3 separate regions of the Mus musculus genome follow, and regions 2 and 3 are each linked to region 1. A link is a contact called in public HiChIP or PLAC-seq and promoter capture Hi-C data. All regions are on one chromosome and are shown on one strand. Each heading gives the region's core, a stretch centred on a gene start, on an enhancer-like site or on the middle of the called end of the contact. The rest is flanking DNA. Distances are from core to core; before and after follow the strand shown. Region 1 holds the start of Nsmce3 (NSE3 homolog, SMC5-SMC6 complex component). Region 2 has its middle 35 kb from the start of Gm39023. Region 3 holds the start of Asb7 (ankyrin repeat and SOCS box-containing 7).

What was found. Promoter capture Hi-C pulls out the DNA fragments that hold promoters and counts their contacts. HiChIP or PLAC-seq counts read pairs in DNA pulled down with a chosen protein or histone mark.
Region 2: an H3K27ac HiChIP or PLAC-seq map of thymic regulatory T cells shows a contact between it and region 1, with 7 times the contacts expected there. The contact joins the enhancer-like site here to the promoter of Nsmce3 in region 1. A contact is called at or near these places in 3 of 39 promoter capture datasets (the 3T3-L1 cell line, liver and stem cell-derived epiblast-like cells) and 2 of 115 datasets of contacts at active chromatin or transcription factors (large pre-B cells and thymic regulatory T cells).
Region 3: a contact with region 1 is called in a promoter capture Hi-C map of pre-B cells, with 4 times the contacts expected there. The contact joins the promoter of Asb7 here to the promoter of Nsmce3 in region 1. A contact is called at or near these places in 1 of 39 promoter capture datasets (pre-B cells), 2 of 484 Hi-C or Micro-C datasets (B cells and CD8 T cells) and 1 of 9 other capture datasets (liver).

The regions. Positions count from the first base shown.
Region 1 is chr7:64,871,326-64,875,397 of GRCm38.p6, forward strand. It overlaps Nsmce3 (NSE3 homolog, SMC5-SMC6 complex component), which reads right to left and starts at 1,715. Exons shown (of 1, transcript NM_023239.5): 1 at 357-1,715. The coding sequence starts at 1,593. The coding sequence ends at 754. All of the region lies in intron 2 of Fam189a1 (family with sequence similarity 189, member A1), which reads right to left.
Region 2 is chr7:63,815,000-63,819,558 of GRCm38.p6, forward strand. No RefSeq gene overlaps it. Among named protein-coding and RNA genes, the nearest start is that of Gm39023, 35 kb to the right of the region's middle. Within about 2 kb of position 1,457, at least 138 of the 459 cell types and tissues checked have an H3K27ac peak or open chromatin away from gene starts, as enhancers often do. A contact at or near this core is called in thymic regulatory T cells, where this site is marked.
Region 3 is chr7:66,687,735-66,691,842 of GRCm38.p6, forward strand. It overlaps Asb7 (ankyrin repeat and SOCS box-containing 7), which reads right to left and starts at 1,827. Exons shown (of 6, transcript NM_080443.2): 1 at 1,366-1,827; 2 at 1,089-1,186. Lins1 (lines homolog 1) reads left to right here and starts at 2,155. Exons shown (of 8, transcript NM_152815.2): 1 at 2,155-2,289.

The sequences.
Region 1 (4,072 bases), core at 465-2,964:
TACGACACGACACTGTTTTATAAACCGGAGACCTAACGATTTTTACAACTTGCTCTAATACACATTCACACACTTCTGCAACACCATTGACTTAGCTTATCATGGAAAAAAAAAAAAAGTCTGGAATCATGACATTTCCTTTTTAGCCGCAATTTCTAACAGGGAAACAATAATAATAATAATGGTGAACTGACTCAAAAGTATAGTATTTGTTATACTAGAAAAGAATCTTAAGTAGAACCCATAGGACAACAGAATTATGATTATGAATATAAAAATGCTAGAAAACACATCACATAGATTTCGTGGGACCACAAGTGCTCACACCCAACAGAATATGTATATTTAAAGCTGTGTTGACAAGAAGCTAAAACAATTTTATTTTCAATTTTAAAAAGACTTTTATTTTTCCCCAGGAACTAGTCATTAAGATAATAGCTACCCTGTTTCTTTATCGTCTAGAACATCAAAGCAATTTACCAAAGTGTTCCTTCTTGAATATGTTTGGCATCATACAATTTCATTTAGGTTTAGAAAGTTAGAAAACTCTTTATAAACAAAAAGACAATTAAATGAAAATTTAAAGCTCCAAACCATAATAATAATAATAAAAAAATCAAACAAAAAACCCTGCAACACATCCTAACGCTCCAAGGCCTTTATGCGTAGCAGAATCAAGCTTCCTCCGACCCCCATTCCCCCTGTTCTTTTATACTGGATCTCCAGAGTCCCTCAGACCATAACTCAAAGAGTTCAAGAGGATGTGGCTGGGGCACTAGCAGTTGCAGGTCTAGCCCTACTCTCCTCATCTGCCAAAGCCTCGCAGTATTGTGTGGGCCAGTCTTTGGGGTCCTGGTTATGGACTTTGGCCACAAACTTAAGAACTTTCATCTTGCTGGTTTCCAGGTTGGTTCGCGGGCCCCACTGTAATTCATAGTCCACAGGATCGGTGTGGGGTATCCTCCGGTACTCCAAGTAGCGCTGCCGCACAAAGTCTTCGGTAATGAGTTTCTTTGGGTCGCCAAAAATTAAGTGTTTCTTAGTGGGGTACACTCCGAGCCGTCGCAGGAAGTCCCAGACCTCAGTCTCGGTGATGGTGTTGCCTTTCATGAAGATAAGCCCCAGGACTATCATAAGCAGGCCCGAGATGGGGGTACCCTGATCGCCCCTCATCTCCGCATCCGCCTCCACCGGCTCCAGCATGTTGATGAGGATGTAGCTGTGGCTCTTGGGCTCCAGCTCCACCAGCTTGTACCCGAACACGTATTGCAGGCGCTCGGCGGCCAGCTTCAGAAGGTTGGGGTACACGTCCCGGTAGTCGCCCACCACGTGCTTCAGGATGTCCGTCCGCTTGATCGGGATCTTCTTCTGGTCCTTGATCAGCAGGAACTGCACCAGCTCGGCCACCTTCAGCTCCAGCTGCTTCTGAGTGCGCGGCCCCACGGTCGGGGCCGACAGGGAAGCGCGGGAGCCCTGGGAGGAGCCGCCCGCGGCGCGGGACGTGCTGGGTCCTTCCTCGCCAGCGCCTCCCCAGTCCCGCTCCGGGTCAGCCTGCGTGCTGGGCCGACCGCGGCCCCTCGGCTTCTGCAACATGTCCCCGGTCGGCGGAGAGCAGGCCGCGATCGGGAGCAGCAACCGCCAGAAGACTCCGCCGAGCGAGCGCGCCCCAGAGGCTGGGAGAGAAGCTGCGGCGCGCGCGTGACGTCACGTCGCCGGCGCGCTGCGTCCGGGAGGCGGAGCGATACGACTGGGAGCCAGCCTGCGGGGGCGGGGACTCTTCATAGCTACTGCGCATGCGGAGGGCCTCGGCGCTGGCAGCAGCTCCTCCTGGGCTTTATCCCCAGTTTTAATGAGAATTGAATGGTGTTTATGAGCTCATATAAATAGAAAACAAGAACCAAAACTTCTCGGCAAGTGTGCGGTTGAGTTCTAGGGCACACCTGTTTAGACACGTCTAATAGTTTTTGGTTAGTTTTTAAGCTACAAAGTTTGTCTATGGAACACAAAGGATAAATGTGTGCGGGTGGGAAAATAAAGGGAGAGGAGGAAAAGATCTGGAAAGTCAAGAAAAAAAAAAAAAGAGTTACCGGGCAGTGGTGGCGCACGCCTTTACTCCCAGCACTTGGGAGGCAGCGGCAGGCAGGTCTCTGGGTTCGAGGCCAGCCTGGTCTACAGAGTGAGTTCCGGTGCAGCTAGGGCTACACAGAAAAAACCTGTTTCGAACCCCCCCCCCCCCCCAAATAAAAAAAAGTGTTGACTTGTGCACCAAATGCGGGACATGACAGACTAGGGGACCCTGTCCCGGTATCTGTCCTTGGCAGAGTTCATTCCCACCTGGCCAGTTAATTTCTGTACAATCCCTTGAGTCTGTAAGGGAAGTTATTCTTAAAAGCAAGACTTCTGCAATTTTCAGGTTCACATTCTCTTCATTGAATTTCAGTTAGATGACCATGAGAAACCACGTAAGCACTGCCAATAACGTGACTTAGTTTGGTAATGTGGACTGACCTTTTGGAAGACATGTTTGGGAAAACTGCCGCGGACCCACATCCACAATTTTAGCAGAAACATGTTAGAGGAATGCTAACCCCAGAGGCACTTGCTCTCTCCAGAGATTACCATTTAATTTAGGTTACCAATGATTGGGAGTAGCAATAATGTGAATTTCTTAATTCTCTCTCTTAATATATAAGCTTTAAAATCTCAATAAGAAAGAGAAGAGCTATCATCCTTTATAATTTGTGGTGTGTGTGGCTTGTAGATGGTTTAAATTGTGCAACTCTAATAGACAAAATGAGTCATTTCATTAACTCAAACCATCAGCAGTCTGTTGCTATTACTGCTGTGGATCTCAGCAAATGGGTTTCTTCTCCATTTACTGACAACGGAACTGAGTTTTCCTCTCTCTTTTTTAAAGCTACCAAGAAAATAGGTAAACTATTCAGAGAACGAACTCAAATTGATTTCCTCCTTAATGCAAATATATTCAGAGGAAAGCAATTCAGATCACATTATTTGAATAATAACACCAAAACATGGCCTTATTAAAATTTCATTAAATGTAAGCAGCATAAAATTTTTGTTTATAATTCAATATGAAAATGCACTCTGATAATGGGACCTGCAATGCTAATATAAAATCCCACCCCATGTTGTGATTCAAGTGTTCTGAAATCTAGTGAGCTTTGAGCAGTAACTTTCTATTCCATACAGGGTCTACGAAGACATCATCAAAGGTTGGTCGCAATGGCAGAGGCTGCAACAGTTTGAATGTGTCCTTTAAAGCTTGCATGTTGGAAATGTAATCCCCCCACTGAAGAGGGCTTTGTCCTCATGAGTGAATGAATGCCATGTTCTCTGTAATGAGTTAAGATTAAATCAATTTTGCCATTGTACTCTCTAAACCTCTCACGACACAGTGATGCTCCACAGATGTGGTACCTGGCCCCTAGTCCTCCCACCCTTCAGAGTCACGAGTGGAGGACAATTCTCCTATTTCCAGTTTACTCACTCTGTGCATTATTTTACAGCAACACAAAATGGACCGAGACCAACTAAATAAAACACAGCATCATGACACTCTTCCATTCATCTGCTTCAGTTTCCCTGCATACTGAATTCTGTATTTAAGTTCATCAAAGCCTCCTGCGATCTAAAAAATCTGCAAAAAGGTCCCTCCAGAAGGATCAGTTGTGCCTTGAGCCAAACAATTTCAGCAGCCAAGAGATAAGAGAGAAAAGGAAAATAAGATGAGAGCTGCTGTCAGCCATCAGGCTGCGTTTCAGTATTTTCTGTGTTAATTTCTTCACAGAGAACCATGCGACTCCAGAAGCTAGGCTAGCACCCAAGACTAGAAACCACAGCATCTTTTAGCAGCACCCCCCACACAGACAGCAGATGATCATGACTCAAAACACAGGAAGAAGGATACAGTTTTAAATCTCAAAACACCTTTCTCCATGCCATCCAGGATGCAGACGAGAAAACACAGGCACAGAATGATGTTATTAAAATGGAGGTTAGAAGTTGCAATGAGAAGGTCACCCAGACCCTGCATCCTACTTCCAACCGA
Region 2 (4,559 bases), core at 207-2,706, 1.1 Mb before region 1:
ACAGCCTGAGGCGAGAGGCTCCTCCCTTCCAGAGTGCTTGTGTTTGACTGGGTGGAGCATAGGTGCACAGGACTAAGTGCTGGGGGCCCTTGAGACCCCACAAGCACAGTGCTTTTGAGACCCCACAAGTGCAATTTGTGGTTTTATTTGCCAGACCTCAGTGTGAGACCCAATCAGAACCGAGTGCTGGTTCAGTGGATGAATGTCAGTAAAAAGGAGAGTGTTTCAGTCAGACAATCTGTAATTCTGTGGGATGGGTGTTGGCTCATGCTAATGATATCAAGTGTACACACACACACACACACACACACACACACACACACACACACACGTGTGCGCACTCACTCAAAAATCACCATACATGAAAAATGTGTGAAGTACAATTAATGTGTTGATTGTCGCCGGGCACGGTGGCATATGCCTTTAATCCCAGCAGTCGGGAGGCAGAGGCAGGTGGATTTCGGAGTTTGAGGCCACCCTGGTCTACAAAGTGAGTTCCAGGACAGCCAGGGCTCTACAGAAAAACCCTATCTTGAAAAATACCCCCCGCCAAAAAATTCTGCTGATTGTCTACCTCCAGCGTAGCCGCACGCACTGCACAGCGATGACTGACTGTTTCCTCTACTGGTCTCTAGTTCTTAGATGTGTCAGCTCAAAGCCGGGGCCCAGCATCATGAAAAGGGATTGTAGTATATACCACTAGCCTGAGAAAAAGTCCAAACTCACTATTCAGTGTATGGTTTCTATTGAATACACACCAATTTCACACTATGGCTTAGTCAAAAAGTCCTGTCAGGCCACTGGCATGTGTATGTACAGACATCTACAGGGACAGACAAACGTGCACACATGCCAACGGAAAGTCATCACCTGTAGGCTGAATACAGATTTTTCTTGAAACTTGTATCATCTTGTAGACCATAACACGTAGTGTGTGTGTGTGTGTGTGTGTGTGTGTGTGTGTGTGTTTATATATGCACATATGTGTATAGGTTTTCCAGGTAACTTGTATTACTTCTGGTGCGTCCGCTGCTGAGCAGCCCTGTTCACTCCAAGAGAAAGAAAATGTTAATAAACCGAAAGCGCCCTGGCTTCTCAGGAAATAAGCTGGCAGGATTTTTAGTAAGAGCAGGATCTGAGCCAGTGTTGAAGGGCCTATGAACTGACTGCCGGAAGGGCTCAGGCGTGGGAGGCAGGAAGTCAGTCTAGCCTCTCTGCCTTTGACGCCCTAAGCAGTTTGGCCTTCTTAAGCAGTTAGTTACCTGTAAAATAATCAGAGCCAGCTCCTGTGACCTGTCTGTGATGAAACTGCCTCATACGAGGATCCAGACGTGACGCCAGGGCTCTTCCTCACTCTCACAGTCAAAAGCTTTCACCTTACACACTAGCCCAAGCTGTTCCCACAACCCTGTGACAAAGTCCCTTTAGCAGCAGCCCCATTCTTGTGCCCTACAACACACCAAAGGACTACCACAGACAAAAACCTTGAAACAAAAAAACACCAGGGCTGAGCCCACCCCCTTAGCATGTATAAGATACACACAGGAAGGAAGTGGCTGGCTGATTCAAGGAGGCAGGGCTACAATGTCTCCAGGAAGGAATATTTTCCAACCAGTTCACCCTGCCTGTGGTTTTGAACAAGATTTCAGACATAGCTCTAGCCAGTCCCCAGCCCCCTGCTGTGTCGCTCCTGGACCCTCCACCAACATGGGCAGCAGCTGCTGTCTAGACACAGCAACAAGGGTGGGTGCCCATGCAGGAAGTCATCCAGCAGGCTGCTCTGCTCAATGGTCTTGGAGTTGGAAGCAAGCAAGAGAGGCACAAGCTGCTTGTGGTGGGAGCAGGAAGGGCCAGGCCCTGCCTGGTGGGCAGGGAAGAGGACATTCCCCCCTGCCTCTTGCTGGGTACTCCCGGAGATGACTCATCAGCAAACCTGTTTTTGGTTTCTGCTCATAACTAGCTCCAGGTCTCAGCAGATCCAGCTCTGAGCTCCAGGGTCTCTCCAAACAGGACCCTCCCTGGATTGGAAGTTTCTTCTCTGTGTCTGTGACTGGGAGGGCTTACAGGAAGGATCCAGTTCTGAGCTCTTCCATCCCCTGCCCTTCTGTGTCCAAAGCTTCCCCTCTGTTAAAGCTCTTGTTGCAGGGTAGGCAAGAACACTGGGGCACTTCCCACTCTGCCATGGACACTGGCACTCTGTCCTTCCTCCCTGTCCTCTGCTCACGTCCTATCTGGTGTCAGCTTTAGCAACTTTCTGGACTCTCCAGATGGAAAGTCCCTCTTTCTTACTGCCTCTAATCTGACACCATAACCAATGGCAACTATGTATCCAGCCATGTGAGTCCAACTGAGTCACTTCAACTTGCTGAGCTTCAGTTCTACATCTGTAGGGTAGGCATGTTGAGAGATGCCAACAGAGATGAAGCAACCATTGTGAAGCAAGGAGCTGAGCACCTAGAGCTGGTCCAGGACCCTGGTAGACACTAACACCAGGGCAGAGGGTGCTGAGTGATCTTTTTTCCAGGCAGTGGCCACTCCCCCCCTTCAATCAGATTAGCCAGTTCCCCCACATCTCCACCCACAGTCTTGCCTGCATATGGTAGGTCTGACATGTAGTTGAGGGCCAGCAGACTCCACGTAGAGGAAGGCAGCCAAAACCCCAGAAGAGCCAACAACCTCTCCCATAGAGAAGAACAGATAGAGAGCAGATGGAGCCTTTACTGTTAGGGGCTGCCTGGGCCAGACACCCATTTCACAGACTACAGGTGCCAGTCAGTGAGGCCCACACAGGAACAGGGCTGGGTCCTCCATAGAGAGCTTACAGCTAAGCTCTCAGAGTGGGTGGCATTGAAGTGCCATTCCCCAGGACAACAAAGCCTGCAGGTAGGGAGGCTTCTTGACTGGTGACAGTCAGAACAGAGCTAGAGGTCATGGACTTGGCCTTGGAACTGAGGAGCTGGAGCCCTTTCTCCTAGACTGTCCTTGCCTCCATGAATGGACAGCAACAGGGTACAAATCTGAAGGCCAGGGAAGGAGAAAACCAGTCCAATGTCCCAGGACTCTATAGGGATCACTCTCAGAGGGTCGTTGTCTTGGCCCATTCCTGGGTGACCAAATTCTCTTGGTGGTTTAAAAATAAAGGTCATATGGACACATCTTTCTATGAGTGGACCCTGACCTGTGACCTTTGGAGACACCAAATCTGGAAAGCACTGGCCACCACCCAGCACCAAGACCCGGTATTCTCTGGAGTTGCCATTTGGACTCTATAGTGGTAGCACCTGTGTTCAGGCAGACTGCAGCCAGCATGCAGGGAGAGGCAGGAGGCCCACGCTGTCCACCAGAATGCTCTACCGCTGTGTCTAGTGGAGTTGCCAAGGTCATTTAAACCTTCCAGGCAGGGTCTCAGGATCAGAGCTATGTAGACATTCAAGCCAGGCCCAAGAGTGATAACTCCCTCTAGTGGGACTAGCCAAGTACAGTGCCAAAGCAGATTCACTGCTCAGAATTCCAAGTCAGAGATCCATTGGATATTTCTGCAGAACCAAGAGTGTGAAGATGCCAGGCCCTGTGCAGACCAGTACACCTGGCCTCGACCTTAGTGGAGTGAATCGATTGCATCTCTGTGTGGCAATCTTGGAGTAAGACTGTTGCTGCCTGAAGCTAGAAACAGTAGGGTTTGGACTTAACCTTCCCTACACAAGCTACACTGATTCAATGTTTCCGGTTGTCATGGCAGACCTTCTACCCTCGGAGTAAGTCCAAGGCCTCAACTTGTACCCAATGCCTGGTAATCCCAGCTGGGAAGAGCTGTGCCCACTGGTCCCGTCGTATCTAGTCAAGGACATTAGTCATGGCTTTCCTGTCCCTCTCTTCTGTACCACCAGTTTTCCATTTCTCCAAGACTGCCCTCAACACATTATGTTTAAGTTGACCCTCCATCTTCCTCTTCCCCTGGGACAGAGGAGCAAGGATCAGATGTTCCCCACACTGAAGTGCCTCTACACACCTTGTCTTGCTCTGAGAACACTCTGACAGGAATGTGGGGGGCAGAGATGAGGGGCAAACAGAGAGGTGGCTGGTCAGCTGTGAGCCTGAACCCTGGAGAGCAAGTGGAGACCCTGGGTTGAAGAAGCTACTCCAAGCTCTGGGAAGTGAGATGGTCAGAGGCCTCAGGACAGGGGAAGGGTGGCAGGAAGTGGCCCTGGATCAGCAAGGGCTGAGAGAATTCAGTGTAACACTTGTTAGGAAGATGCTTGAGGCCTTAGCAAGGCAGAGAGAGGCAGAAAGCTAGGACTTCTAACTCTGCCTTTGTGGTTTTCCCTCCCAGACCAGACATCTCAGTATCAGCGTGAACTTGTTTTGAGCTGAGCTCTGCTCCCAAGTCTCCTCACAGATCATGAAAGACATACTGGATAGGAGCAGACAGCTCCAAAGCAACTTAACTGAACTTCAGAAAAATGCTCCAGAATCTTCATAAGAACTCAGAACAGCAGGCTGGAGAGATGGCTCAGCAGGTAAGAGCACTGACTGCTCTTCGGAAGGTCCTGAGTTCAAAT
Region 3 (4,108 bases), core at 577-3,076, 1.8 Mb after region 1:
TTGAGATATTAAAATAAATGAGTCACTTTTTATACGTGATAACAAATATTATAGTTATTCATTAGGCAGTCTCTAGGTTGTCCTTGTATAATCTCTCCCTATGGTTTATTTGTATACATTCTCTCTTTATATTAATGTTCTAAACTTACCTTTTGGGCATTTTCGGAGGCAGCAGAAATCTGAGCACATGACCTAGGTGCTTATATTTCAATCTAGTAAATTCTCTGTAAGGGTTTTAAAATGAGAAAACAAGAATGACCACTGCCAAAACCAAGCAGCAGATAGCTAAACATACCAAAACAATACTTTGTTTCAAAATTCCTGACTGTGCCACTATTGTCAAGGAGATACATTGTAAATTTTTATAAGTTCACCTAGAACACCAGAGATGTAACAAATACTATGTATCACTTCATAACAACTCCTGGTGTCCATCCACTTTTCTCACACAAACACACAAGAACACCCATAGTAAACTATATACTTTGTTTCCGGGGCTAATAGTGCTTTTATACAGTTCCTATACTGTTCCCATTCTTAAGCTACACACATTCACTTGTTCCAGGAAAACCAAATCCAATTATTTTCTTCAAAACCTGTAAGTTTCAGTCCTCCTGTTCACCTTCTGCTACTAAGTCATTATCAGTTAGGTAACTCTGAAGCTTTCCTGATGGAGGCATAGAGAGAAAAAAATGTACATGGGCAAAACAGTAAACTGTGGTTTAATTAAAAGCAGAATCATTCAGAATTAACAAGCAATTAACATGGAATTGAAGAATTCCTATGAGAGTATGTAAGGCGGGGAACTACAAAAAGGTCTCCAAGCCTCCGAGCAGAGTACATGACACAGTATACCAAAAGATAATGCAAAACACGGAAACGCTCTGATCAGGTCCCAGAAGACGTTTCTGGGCTAGAGAAGTTACTGGGGTGTTAAGGACCAGGCATGGGCAGTGCTTCTGGTTTTGCTAGGAAACTAGGATCTAAGAAAGCTTGCATTCCCAGGCAACCACCCTGGAAATAAAGCGTTACTTAATGAGGTAGGGGCCAGGAGTAAACAATGGGGGAAGGGAGGTCTGCCTCTTTACCTTTCAAGAGGATGCTGGTCCAAAGCACTCTGTTTATTGCTCCTCTGGTGGGTGGCCAGACCCCTTCTACTCGCGAGTGTCCTCCAGCAAGCTCAAACCTGGAAAACAGAAACCGATCAGTGGTGCAGTGATCCAGGGGCGAGGAGAGGGCTCTGAGGATGGGGGAGCTTAGCAAAGGCTGGAGGGTGGCAAGGGCAGGCAGGCTAGAGCAGGGCTTCTCCCCCAACCCCCACCCAGCCAGCCCCCTCCCCTCAAGGGAGGAAGAAACTGACTTTACCTGTGTCCTCAGTTGCAGCTCCTCTCTCTCCTTTCAGCCTCCTGCACATTCACCAACTTCTCCATTGAAGAAACACCCCAGGCAGGGCCGGACACCGTGTTCCTGATCCTCCTGGGTGCTTCACGGCCCCAACCCAGAGAGCATCCAGATAGTCGATCAGGCTGGGGGTGGCGGTCTTGGCCTCGGAGCAGCCTCCGGGAAGGGGCGCTGGGAGGAAGTGCCGGCTGGGTGGGGGGGGGGGGGGGCAGTCCCGGTCCAGGGGCTCAGACCAAGGGTCTGCCGCGCGCCGGGCCGGAGGCTTTCAGCTACCGAGGGACTCAAGAGGTCTGGGGACAGAGAGACCCTAAGTCATACCAGGTCCGAAGTGTCAGCAGCAGGGTGTCCCGACAGGGGGCTTTCGGGATGCACTTTGCACTGGGCCACCCCCGCCCCCTCCTTCCAGCACTTTGGGGTCACTGGGATGGGACCAAGCCTTCGACAGCCAATCAGCTGCCGCACTGGAGCCTGCGCTCCAAGCCGTAAACCAGATCCGCGGTGGGTGGGGGTTGGGGTAGGGGGTGGGGGCGACTTGGTTGGTTGGTTGCTTCCTTCTCCTCACACAGATGCCCCCACCCCCTGGCTGTCGTAAAGCTGCCCGCGGATTCGCGACAGTTAGAGGAGGCGGGCTAATAGAGGCTGGGACTTGTCTCCGATTGGTCGCTCTCCCTTCGTCCCCTCCGCTTCCCCGCAGCGGTTCTCCAGGCTCCACCCCCAGCCTGGAGACTCTAAGCGGTTGCTAAGAGACACTGTACTACGAATGGGGCTTCTACGCCTGCTGAGGGAGGGGCCGGCAAGGCCTTCCGTGGAGTACGGTGGCCTGGAGTAGGCAGCTGTGGGCACGAGTGGCCGGGCGATGGCTGCGTGGCCCGGCGGGATGGCAGCCAGGTAAGCAGGAGCCCAGGTTGAGCTGGGTGGCTGGAGCGACACGTGCGTGGCAGGCTGAGCGACGGGGGAGGCGACAGGGCCGAGAGCAGGCGATGAGGGCCCCTACTCGTCGTCGCTCTGCGGTGCTTCTTGGAAGCGAGTGGCGATGTTTGGTGCATCTGTCGGTCTCTGAGACCCGGTTAGCTTCCAGGCTGCCTCGCCCAGCCTGCGAGAGAGCACGCTCTTTGGGATCGCGAGGCTGGTTCAAGGGCTTGCCTGCGAGGATAGCGACCCTAGTGGTTTCTTGTGAATGAAAAGAGCCGGGGGAGGGGGGCGCAGAGTGGGCACATTGATACATTGTTTAAATGCATTGATTCTTTTAGCAAGTGTCTACTGGGTTGACACTACTCTAGTTGTTGGGGAGACTTTGTGAACTTTTCTTTCCTTTCTTTCTTTTCTTTCTTTTTTTTTCTTTTATCTTAACAAGAGAAGATGAAACTGCAGAATGATTAGGGAAAAAAAAAAACCCACAAAGTAATGGAATACAGTTTGACTAGGATGCGCTAGACTCTTAGATTGTGAGCCAGGTCTCCCAGAGAATGACATTTATGCTCTGTGAATGACAAAAAAAACTAGCCAACAAAGATCTGAGGGAAGGCCTTTACAAGCAGTTAATCTGAAGTGCAAAGCCTTTGGTACTTTAATAAGTTTAGGGGAACTGTGACTGAGTAAGGGGAAGAAAGATGGAAATGAGATTAGGGGGTGTGGGCAGACTGCAGATTTTGCAGGAATGTATAGGTCATGCCAGAATGATTCCCGTTTCTATGTTTTGCATTGATCACATAATAGAGAAAGCTGTTATGGGAATTGGATTCCTGGGGATGATGTAACCTATTGCGATATTTTGTTGCAGGTGGGAGTCAGTGTTCGATTTGCCTCTGGGTCTTTTTTTTTCTAGGCTGATACTCGTAGAAAAAGTATTCCTTTGATGTCTTCCACAGGAGTAACTTCTTTTTTTTTTTTTTTTTTTTTTTTGGGATTATTCAGACTTAAAAAGAGATTCTTTTTTTTTTATTTTTTTCATTTTTTATTAGGTATTTAGCTCATTTACATTTCCAATGCTATACCAAAAGTCCCCCATACCCACCCACCCCCACTCCCCTACCCACCCACTCCCCCTAGGAGTAACTTCTTATGTGGACAGACTAACTTCGCTAATTCCTAGAAAAGGTTATAAGTAAGAATAAGGGTTTGATGTGGTACCAAAACTGAAATATCTTGAAGACAATAATACTATGGCTTTGACAGGGAGTTTTGGGCTGGGCTGTCTATTCCTGACTTGAATATATACAAGAGTAGATAAAAGACAACGGAATATGATTTCCTCAGAAAAGGGGTTAGTGAAAGCCCAAGTTATCTTCTAATTGAAGAAGTCTTTGGGGGCCTCAGAGAAAGCATACAGATTATTAGCTTGTGGGCACAGAAGTAAAAAGACCCCAAAAGGCAGATCTTAAATGCCCTGCAAGGCCATGTGTTTTTGGAGTTTGGGACATCATCCTAAGAAAAATAGAAAGATTTTTCAGAATGTGGATGGGTGTATTGTAAGCCAAGATACAACTACTTAGGAAGGGATCTGTCCATGTCAAGGGTAGATAGAAATGGTTCACTGTAACTGATATGGACTGTAGTCACTGAGCTGAGGAGAGAGAGGTACAGGAAAAAGTGAGTTTGAAGGGCATGGAATGAGTTGAGTTGATGTTCAGGGATAAATGTTTATGGGTCTTCCCTCTCCAGGTGGAGTCCTGTAGGAGGCATGTGGGTTCTTCCTTACAGACTCACT